Linked DNA regions of Mus musculus: regions 1 and 3 are each linked to region 2. Evidence: chromatin contacts called from public ChIA-PET data. All regions are on one chromosome and are shown on one strand. The core of a region is the stretch at or near the end of the contact, and the rest is flanking DNA. Distances in the headings are between cores, read along the strand shown. Region 1 has its middle 14 kb from the start of Gm40109. Region 2 overlaps Cd101 (CD101 antigen). Region 3 has its middle 9.4 kb from the start of Igsf3.

Region 1 (3,022 bases), core at 378-2,877, 480 kb after region 2:
AATGCATGGTTACTCCCACAGGGGAGTAACAGTAAGTGATGGTTGAGATCAAGTGAGTCAATTAACATTTAACCTCTCAAATAGCTCAACGGGATAAGCTGTTCAATGCATAGGGCACAGCAGTGGACACATGGGCAGACGAAGGGGCGACAAGGGGCAACCTGGAAGGCGAAATGCTCAGAGTTCAGACCTAGACCCCATGTCAAAGCCTCCCTTGGAGGACCTCAGAGCACCAGACAGGCAACAACAGAAAGCGCTCAAGGCAGATGTTCAACAGAAAGCAAAGGGAGCCTGTGTGTCTACCACAAGCCATTGCCTTCCTTCAAATTCGTTATGGACAGAAAGGGAAACCTAGTAACTGGGAACTCCTTTCTGAGTCGGCCACACACGACCTGACACAAGTCCGCTCTTCAACAGGGGAGATTTTCAGGTCCAGAGCTGGGATTCAGAGCGACCTGGGGCATTGAGAGAGATGTGGTCCGACTGCTGCTGCTTTCTGGGTTAAATCCAGGCCTCCCTGGCCATAGCACTTAGACACATTGATCTGATGCTTGATGTTAGGCCATGGGCAAGCTGCTCAGAGCTTTGGACTCTGAGTCACATCTGAAAATTGGGAACCGTGGTGCCTGTGTCAGCACATGGGGGTTCAGCACAGCACCTGCCCCCCCCCCCCCAACCCCAGGCCAGTAGCTCTCATACAGATGATTCTCTGTGATTAAGTGCGAGGCAATCAGCAACAGGAAGTTGTGAACATTGGTCCTACAGAGTCCTTGCCTGTCAGATGAGACAGCAGCTCCTGGGCCTCGGCTACCGCTTCTGACTACTGCTGAGCACAGGGACTCAAAACAAGCGTCACCTGCTGCTTTCAGCCACGCTGACAATCCCAGTGTATACAACGTTGATAAACAATTAAAATAGTGTAGCATGGCAGCTTGGGTGGTGGTGGGTCACACCAGTTATCCCAGTACAAAGACGTAGAGGCAGGAAGATAGGGAGTTTGAAACCAGTCGAAGGCACCTAGCAAGACCCTATCTCAAACATCACCCTCTGCAGAATTGAGGACAGTAAGGTGTATCAGCAAGTTAAAGGCACTTGGCACCAAGCCTGAAGTTGATCCCTGGGACTGACTGCTTCAGGTTGTCCTCTGTCCTCCACACAAGCATGGTAGCAAACATGCATAGCCCCCAACACAAAATAAATATATAAAAGGCAATAAAAATATATTTTTCGATCTCCATAAAAATTAACCACCCCAAACTGACAACACAAAATACTTCCGGAAACAGAGCTTAGCTGGAGGCAACTGAGACAGCTTCCCATATGTCAAGTTGTTGTGGAAGGTCAAATCTGTCTGCAGACTGAACTCCAGAGCCTATGAAAGGCCACGGAGTCAGAACTGAAGGGAAAACCTGCAAACAGGCAATGCCCAATGGTAGTGTAGTTAGGCTTTGCATAACAGCCTCTTCAGGGAGCTCTGAAGAGAGCAACACCTTTTAAGTCTACTGTACTAGATGAGTTCCTTAAAGTCAAAAGACCTAGAAAAACAGTGTCCCTGTTGTCTACAGAGCCCATGGCAAGGGAGGCAATACCAGAAATGGACACTAGAGGGCTCTCTCACACAAGTGATGTGACAGCCGTTCAGGTTCTTGAGCAGCTCCTTGGCAAGCTGAGAAAGGTCTGTCCAAGCCTGGGTGGGAAGACTGCCGCGGCTTGAGCAGTCATGTGATTAACTGTTAGAGATTTACAGAAGCCACACATGGCTTGTGGTGGGCAGACTTCTGTGAGCTAGCCGCCTTTCCTATGCACAGAAAGCTCCTGGTGACATTGTCTGCTCTTTGAGATTACTCCTGAGTATCTACATCATGTACAGTTGCTTCCCGGCCCCTGTCTTCTCACAGTCAACACCGCCAGCTGCTGCCACTCTGCGGCTGGGCAGATGAGAAGCACATTCAGGCTCCAGCAACAGCTGCAGTTGTTCAGTTGTTCAGCCCTCTTCGGAGCGCTGGTGGCTGGGTTTGGTTTCCGGTTTTGCCTCTTGCTGTCTGTGTCACCTTGGGCGAGCCATCTCCTTTCTGGGCCTCAGTTTCTTCATCTGTAGAACAGTTGGTACTAATCTCAAAATGACTTCCAGTAAAAATGGAGTTGATTGGTGTCTTAGTCAGGGTTACTATTGCTATGATGAAACTCCATAACCAAAAGCAAGCTGGGGAGGAAAGGGTTTATTTGGCTTACACCTCCACATCACCATTCATCACTGAAGAATTCAGTATAGCACCTCAGACAGGGCAGGAGCCTGGAGGCCGGAGCTGATACAGAGGCAGTGCTGCTCACTGGCTTGCTCCCCATGGCTTGCTCAGCCTGCTTTCTTGTGGAACCCAGGACCACCAGGCCAGGAATGACACCACCCACAATGGGCTGAGCCTTCTCCCATTGATCAATAGCTAAGACAACGCCCTACATGCTTGGCTACAGCCCAATCTTATAAAGACGTTGTCTCAATTGCGGCTCCATGCCCTCTGATAACTAGTTCGTGTCAAGTTGGCATAAAACTACCCAGCACGAATGGGAAACACCTCTAAACAGTAATACTTTGAGTTAGTCACATTATTACTCGGAGCAGGGCTTGGCAAACATTTTCTATAAAGGGCCAGAGAGTGAATGACCTGACAATATAGAAACAGACTAGTGTGGCTGTGTTTCAATAAAACTTTATTTTAGTACAATGGACAACTTCATGGGCAGTGAGTTGTGAGATGTGTTTGGCTTAGGGGTTTTGTTTCACCAACTCTCACTGCCTGCTTTAGAAAGGTCTGTGAGCCTTCGGTGGATTCTTTGTCTAAAAGGCAATAAGAAAAACAACAGCTGTGCCTGGTGTGTGTGGTGTGTTTATAATCTCAGCTACTTGAAAAGCTGAGCCAGCCTGGTGTGATGGTGCACACCTCTAATCCCAGCACTCGGGAGGCAGAAGCAGGCAGGAGTTTGAGGCCAGCCTGGTCTACAAAGTGAGTTCCAGGACAGCTAG
Region 2 (3,200 bases), core at 680-3,179:
GTCAAAAGGCCAGACATGACTGTGAGAAGTCTGTGTGACTGTGAGTTGATGTTTCTCTCTTCATAACATCCATCTGCTGGCTCTCCTTCTGCCCTTACTGTGTGGGGATGGGGGACAGTCATGAAAAAAAAAAAAGCCCAGCTTTTTCCCCACATGACAATCCTGTCATATTTAAGCAGAGGAATCTCTTCCATAGCATATTTGCATCATTTGAAAGAAAATGACATTATGAGCGCCCTGCCTCTGAACCACTTCTGGATCCCCAATTTGTCAACGTCTAGTTAGAGCTGCCTTCAAACAGGAGTACACAAGAAGAGGTTATTTTCAAGCTGTTAAAATGCTATCTTTTTGCAGCCAGTCCATTTGAAACTACCACATGGACTTGGGTCTGCTATCCCTTAACACCAGTGGCCTCTCCTTTGTCCTAAGATGAACAATAAATGTCACAAACCTCTTTGCCATCTCTTGTTGATAACTCTACTTTTCTTGATGTTACCAGTAGGTCCCTGAATTCCCCCTTCAACAAACATTTATTAATCACATTGTGTATCACATACCAGACTATTCTAGGTATTTTGTATATAGCTCCTGTCAGTGAACCACGGTTTAGAGGAAGTTATAGGATAGGAACAAAGACTTCCTGGAATTGGTCACCAATATAGGACAGAGATATGCAGTAATGGAACAAATGTTAGGATCCCCCAGCAGATTTATCTAACCCAAGGTCAGGAGTGAGGGGAGACGTCTCTGAACTGAGCCTTGAAGATCAATAGCAGTCATTCTGATGAATAGAGAGCAAAGGATTTCCACATAAAAGGAAGTGGGGATTATCGAATCCAGGCAGTTGAGTTTGGTTGGAAGTCAGATCTAGGATGGAAAGTAGGAGGCGATGAAGAGACAAGTGAGTATAAAAGATCTTTTATGCCTGTCATGGGAGTTTGGACATGCGGAGGACAAGGTTTCTAATCTGTGGTGCTGGGACGTGGGGAGGACCACCACATCATGAACAATATGGAAGGGACAATGATAACGACCTACGCTATGACACTGAATATAGGCATGCCTTGGAAGCAGTTAGATGTAAATTCCAAGACCAGAAGACAAACCATTCTGGGTAATGAACACAGAGGTTGTCAACAAGTAGATTGTATCCACGGGAAGAATTGTTTCCCCTAGAAAAACGTGGAGACTCAGAGGACATATCTAAGAACAGTTGCTTTAAAAAACAAAACAAACAAACAAACAAAACCACCTGGGCTCAATGGGACGAGTGCATGAGTACCAAGGAGGAGGTTCAGAAGTTCAGGGTCATTCCTGGTCACCTAACAAGACTAGTTTAGAAAGAAAAGCCAAGCCAAGCATTGGAGCATACACCTGTAACCAGAGCACTTAGTGGGTTGGGGCAGAAGGACTGAGAACTTCAGGCTAGACTGTACACCGTCAAAAACAAAAACAAAAACAAAAACAAACAAAAGAATTAATATAGCGACTCAGAGGAGGAGGAGGAGGAGGAAGAGGAGGAGGAGGAGGAGGAGAAGGAATTCTTGGTGTTAGGAAGGAAACCTCATGGCGTGGAGCCGAGAGCAAGCAAGGCTCGTGGAAGCAATCTCAGACATCATGGGAAGAGCGAGTAAGTCAAGGCATGAATTCATGAGCAAGATCACGACTATTAACAAAAACATTGCTCAGCAGCACAGAGCAGGTGGTGGCTGCCATGCAAGACTATTTGCTTTGGGGGCACAATAGACACACCCCAGTTCAATGTTACGTCAGAGATTTATCGAGGTGTTGACTACGGTAGGGATAGATTAAGTGACTTGCCCAAACCTGGAGCTTATCACATCTGAGCCATCTCAAAGTCCCTCACAGCAAATCAGGAAAGAGGAAGCACAAGGCGTGGCAGAACCTCAGGCTAGGGAGGGTTTCACTTTCAGCCTCTGTGTTCTGCTATTGCATTAAGACTGAATTGGACTTGGAACCACAAAGTCTCTCTTACATGTTAATATATTAAAAGAGGCAGCTAAGCATATTTGTTGTGGTTTGAATGGTTATGCCCCCTATAAACTCATGTGTTTGAATACTTGGCCATAGGGAGTGTGGCACTATTAGGAGGTGTGGCCTTGTTGGAGGAAGTGTGTCACTGAGGTTGGGAGGTTTTCTATTGCCCAAGCTATCCACAGTGTGGCACACAGTCTCTTCCTGCTGCCTGTGGATCAAGATGTAGAACTGTTAGCTCCTTCTCCAGCACTACATTTGCCTGGATGCTGTCATGCTTCCAGCCATGATGATAATGGATTGAACCTCTGAAACTATAAGACAGGCCCAAATTAAATGTTTTCCTTTATAAGAGTTGCCATGGTCATGGTGTCTCTTCACAGCAATAAAACCCTAAGACAGTATTCTAATAGAATTTGCATGATTCCCCACCACTTCCAAATACGAAAACCACGCTGGAGTACCAGCAGTGACTGACTTAAAATATCATCTGCCCTGTAGGAGGTTCTTGAGGCTCAGCTGTGCCACACAGTATCATGAGGCTGCTGGCAATGAGAACTCGTGGCAGGTGTGGAAAGGTCAAAGAGCAGTGGTTATTAGCTGCTAAGGAAGTATTTCATTGTTTTAGCAACCAATGTGGCCATTCCACGTATACTAACTTCATGTTGATGCCATTAAATCATGCTCACTTTACCAGGACAAACGTGGTGAATGGATACATTATGTCTGTTTCTATAGTTTACACAAAGTGGGAGGAGCTCCGTTGTTATTTGAGACAGGGGCTCACTATTTCAGCCTAGGCTGACCTCAAATTCTCAATTCTCCTATTTTGGCCTCCTGAATACTGGGATTATAGGTATGCACTAAACCTGGCCAAAAAAAAAAGGATATTCTTTTCTTTTTTAAAAAAGGCTCAATGTCAAGTATCACTTACCTGGAAAGGTGACAGTAATCATTAATAGGTTAGAGGTGGCAGATACTCTGGCTGGGCCACTTGTGCATATGGAATCTCTGTCATAAACCTCCACTGTACACCGATACACCCCTGTCTCCTCCATAGCTGCATCGTAGATTTGGAGTTGAGAACGAAAGAAAGACTGTGACACCTTCGTCTTCCTGTGGATCTGGGAGAGGACGTCCCCCCATTCAACGGTGCCATTGTGGGCAATTCGAATAAGCCGATGAAAGGCTCCAGAGCCCGCTGG
Region 3 (3,173 bases), core at 244-2,743, 360 kb after region 2:
CCACTCCTCGCCCCAGTGACTCCACTCTCTGTCCTCCATGGCAGGCCTCGGGCAAGATGGGGCTTCATTCAAAATAGCAGGCCTCATTTGTGGTGGAAACCACAAGTGTTTGTGAACCCCTCCACCACGAAGCTAAAATGGCTCTGAGGTAGGTGAGGATGAAAGGAAGGCCGGCTCGCCTGACTGGTGGTCAGGGGAGGCTAGGGGAGTTACTGAGGAATTTCACAAGGCAGCCATGGCTGTAGTAAAGGGTATTTTGGCCCTGCTGTTGATCACACACACACACACACACACACACACACACACACACACACACACACACCAAGTGTGTGTGGGGAGAGAGAGAGAGAGAGAGAGAGAGAGAGAGAGAGACTCACTCACATGTGAAGGAAAAAAATGCATTTGAACAGCTCAGGACCAAGACAGATGGCTGTAGTTGATAGAGTCTGGAGAAAAATAGCATTTCCTGCATTTGGGTTATCATATGAGCGATCGCTAAAAAAATGGCTTTGTTTTGTGCTGGATTCTCTGGGCAATTAATTGTGGAAGATCTGCTGTGAGGTCCCTGCTGAGTTTGAAATACTTGAGACATATTTCACAGATCCGTGGTTACTTCAAGCCTCCCTCCCTCCCTCCCTCCCTCCCACCCTCCCTCCCTCCTTCCCTCCCTCTCTCCTTTGCTCTTCCTCCTCTTCTCTTCTTTTCCGTCCCTCCTGATCCTCTCTGCATTGGCCCCTTCCAATTCTCCTCTGCTTTGCCCTTTCTTTTCCCAGCAATCTTCTTCCTTTTCTGTGGCTCCCCAGCCCCCATCCATAAATAGCAAATCACAAGTAAGTAAAGAGAAGGGGATGCTGAGGGGATCGCTGGGTATTGTGAAAATTACAAGTGACTTTGGGGAAAGCTTGTTGGCATCCACATGGTATCATTTGCACTGTGAACTTAAGGTCCATGTATGGGCTCCTAAGCACCAGGCAGCACTGGAGCCTGGCGGAGGGGGAGGGGGAGGGGGAGGGGAGGGGAGGGGGAGGGGGAGGGTTCCGCTGCCCCTGCTGCCAGTTATTTCCCAAGCCCTCCTGAGACTAGGCTGGGTATGAGATTTGAAGATCCCCAGCACATGGTCCTTCCCAGCTTTGATAGATGAACTAAAGAGAGCGATCAGTAATTAAAGTTCTTTGTACAAGTCAAAACAAAAAGTCTGATCACGAGTGTCTGTGTGAATCACCTCCCACAGCTGCTAAGAAGGAGGGAGTCAGATACTGTGGTCAAGTCATCCAACTTGAAAACTTACAAGATTTCCTTACCCCAGCTATCTAAGCATCATAGAGCCCGGGGGCTAGCGGCCCACTCTATGGTGAAAGTAAGTTCAAGGGCACTCGTTCATGGGATCAGTTAATCATCCCGAATCCATTCTGTAATGCTTCCGTTGAGTGCCTGCATGCTTACACAGCTACCGTGGGCAGTCTCCGACCTCGAGAAACTTATCAGGAAAAACCACATGTTAAACAAAGAGCCTAAGTCAATGGCAAGGCACGGCCCTGGACATCTCTGCCGAGCACAGAGCTGGTGAAGACATGAACTCACTCCGGAAGAAGGGGAGGAGAGGTGGTTTTTTGTTTTTGGTTTTTTTTCCCACCCATAAAAAGGGTGAGAGTTTGCCAAGCTAGTGCCAGCAGCCTCAGAAGGCAACACTCACCTCACAGAATACCTGGCGCGTGCACAGGCATGGCTCAGAAACCACAGCTGACTGGCAACTCCAGTTCATGACAGGCAGAACCAAGAGCATAGGGAAGTTGGGGAGCAACCAAGGAGTCTGGGGAGATGCTCAGAGCCCACTGGAGGAAGCCTGAGTCTTTCCTAAGCATGTGGCAGCCTCAGAGGGTCCTGTCTAAAGGGTGCTTTACAAACGTGTACACCCTGTTGGGGATGGTTCTTTTGGTTTGGTTTGGTTTGAGTCAGGGTCTCAACTGCGTAGCCTAGGCTAACCTAAACTGGCACAGTACTTACTCCAGGCTTGTCCTGAGATAGAATGGAAGACAGTGAGCACTCAAACATAAATCAAGCCTTGCCACATCACGGCTCTGAAGTATCTGATGGTCCTCCCCCCACCCCCACATGCCTCCATCCCCACACAGGACAAAACCCAGAATCCCCCAAGACCCACATGACTTGCCTTTGCCTTCCTCCCATACCTCCCTCCAGCCCCCATCATTCCCACCACTCTAACTTTCTCTAATTGGCCTCTTACCATGAAAGCGCCCCCATCCATCCTAGTAGAGGTTTGTGTTTCTGCAAACATTGTTTGAACTTCTCTTTTTAAAAAAACACGGTCTCACTATATAGCCCCAGATGACCTGGAGCTTGCTGTAGACCAGGCTGACCTTGAACTCAGAGATTCCCTTGCCTCTGCCTCCTGGATGCCACCACATCCAGCTTCGAGATCACCTCTCTTTGCTGACTTGTCATCTCTCTCCCCAGCTAGACTTTACTGATTCATTTGACTAGCATTTGTTGAGCACAGGCTGTGCACTAGCCTTGATTTTCAATGTTGAGCATACCCTGGAGAACCAGGCAAGACAGAACTAGGTACCCCGAGCTTCCATCCTCCTGGGAAGACATAATAAACAGAGAAGCACACAGAAACAGAGTCCCACAGGGATAGAAATCAAGACAGCCATTTTTGTTTCATTTTGTTTTCATTAAGATTTCTATGTTTCTGTATGTGTGTACCTCTGTGCGTCTGTATGCTGCATGCTGTGGGTATCAGTGGAAGCCAGAAGAAGGCATTGGATCCCAGAAGCACAGGTAGCTGTGAATTGCCTGATGTAGGGTTTGGCCCAAACCAAATGTGGGTCCTCTGAAGAGCAGCGGTGCTCATAACTGCTGAGTGATCTCTCCAGCCCCTAGGACTGCCTTCTTAAACACCCCAGGACATAGAGCACTGTTCTCAGGAAACTGAATATTTAGTCTTTCTCCTTTTCAAAAGATGACTGTCTTGCATCTGTGTTATTTACCAGTATTATTGAATTCCTGATGTTTCAACTCCATTGTTGGTTCGCTGCTTCTTTTCCCCTTCTTCAATAGGCAACAACATTTAGGCATGTGAAGGGTTAAGCACACTTGCATGTCATTCTGGAAATATAATCGGCATCTATCATATTACTGTTATGGGAAAA

Evidence for each region. ChIA-PET counts read pairs in DNA pulled down with a chosen protein or histone mark.
Region 1: a contact with region 2 is called in an RNA polymerase II ChIA-PET map of memory CD8 T cells, with 29 read pairs. The contact joins two enhancer-like sites. A contact is called at or near these places in 4 of 39 promoter capture datasets (the 3T3-L1 cell line, embryonic stem cells, frontonasal cranial neural crest and 1 more) and 1 of 115 datasets of contacts at active chromatin or transcription factors (memory CD8 T cells).
Region 3: a contact with region 2 is called in an RNA polymerase II ChIA-PET map of memory CD8 T cells, with 105 read pairs. The contact joins two enhancer-like sites. A contact is called at or near these places in 5 of 39 promoter capture datasets (the C10 cell line, the SN4741 cell line, cranial neural crest and 2 more), 1 of 484 Hi-C or Micro-C datasets (nephron progenitors), 9 of 115 datasets of contacts at active chromatin or transcription factors (bone marrow-derived macrophages, embryonic forebrain, embryonic hindbrain and 5 more) and 1 of 9 other capture datasets (adipose tissue).

The regions. Positions count from the first base shown.
Region 1 is chr3:101,492,419-101,495,440 of GRCm38.p6, forward strand. No RefSeq gene overlaps it. Among named protein-coding and RNA genes, the nearest start is that of Gm40109, 14 kb to the right of the region's middle. Within about 2 kb of position 1,628, at least 63 of the 459 cell types and tissues checked have an H3K27ac peak or open chromatin away from gene starts, as enhancers often do. A contact at or near this core is called in memory CD8 T cells, where this site is marked.
Region 2 is chr3:101,008,857-101,012,056 of GRCm38.p6, forward strand. Cd101 (CD101 antigen) reads right to left here. Exons shown (of 9, transcript NM_001167906.2): 6 at 2,930-3,200. Among named protein-coding and RNA genes, the nearest start is that of Cd101, 19 kb to the right of the region's middle. Within about 2 kb of position 1,930, at least 112 of the 459 cell types and tissues checked have an H3K27ac peak or open chromatin away from gene starts, as enhancers often do. A contact at or near this core is called in memory CD8 T cells, where this site is marked.
Region 3 is chr3:101,366,113-101,369,285 of GRCm38.p6, forward strand. No RefSeq gene overlaps it. Among named protein-coding and RNA genes, the nearest start is that of Igsf3, 9.4 kb to the right of the region's middle. Within about 2 kb of position 1,494, at least 53 of the 459 cell types and tissues checked have an H3K27ac peak or open chromatin away from gene starts, as enhancers often do. A contact at or near this core is called in memory CD8 T cells, where this site is marked.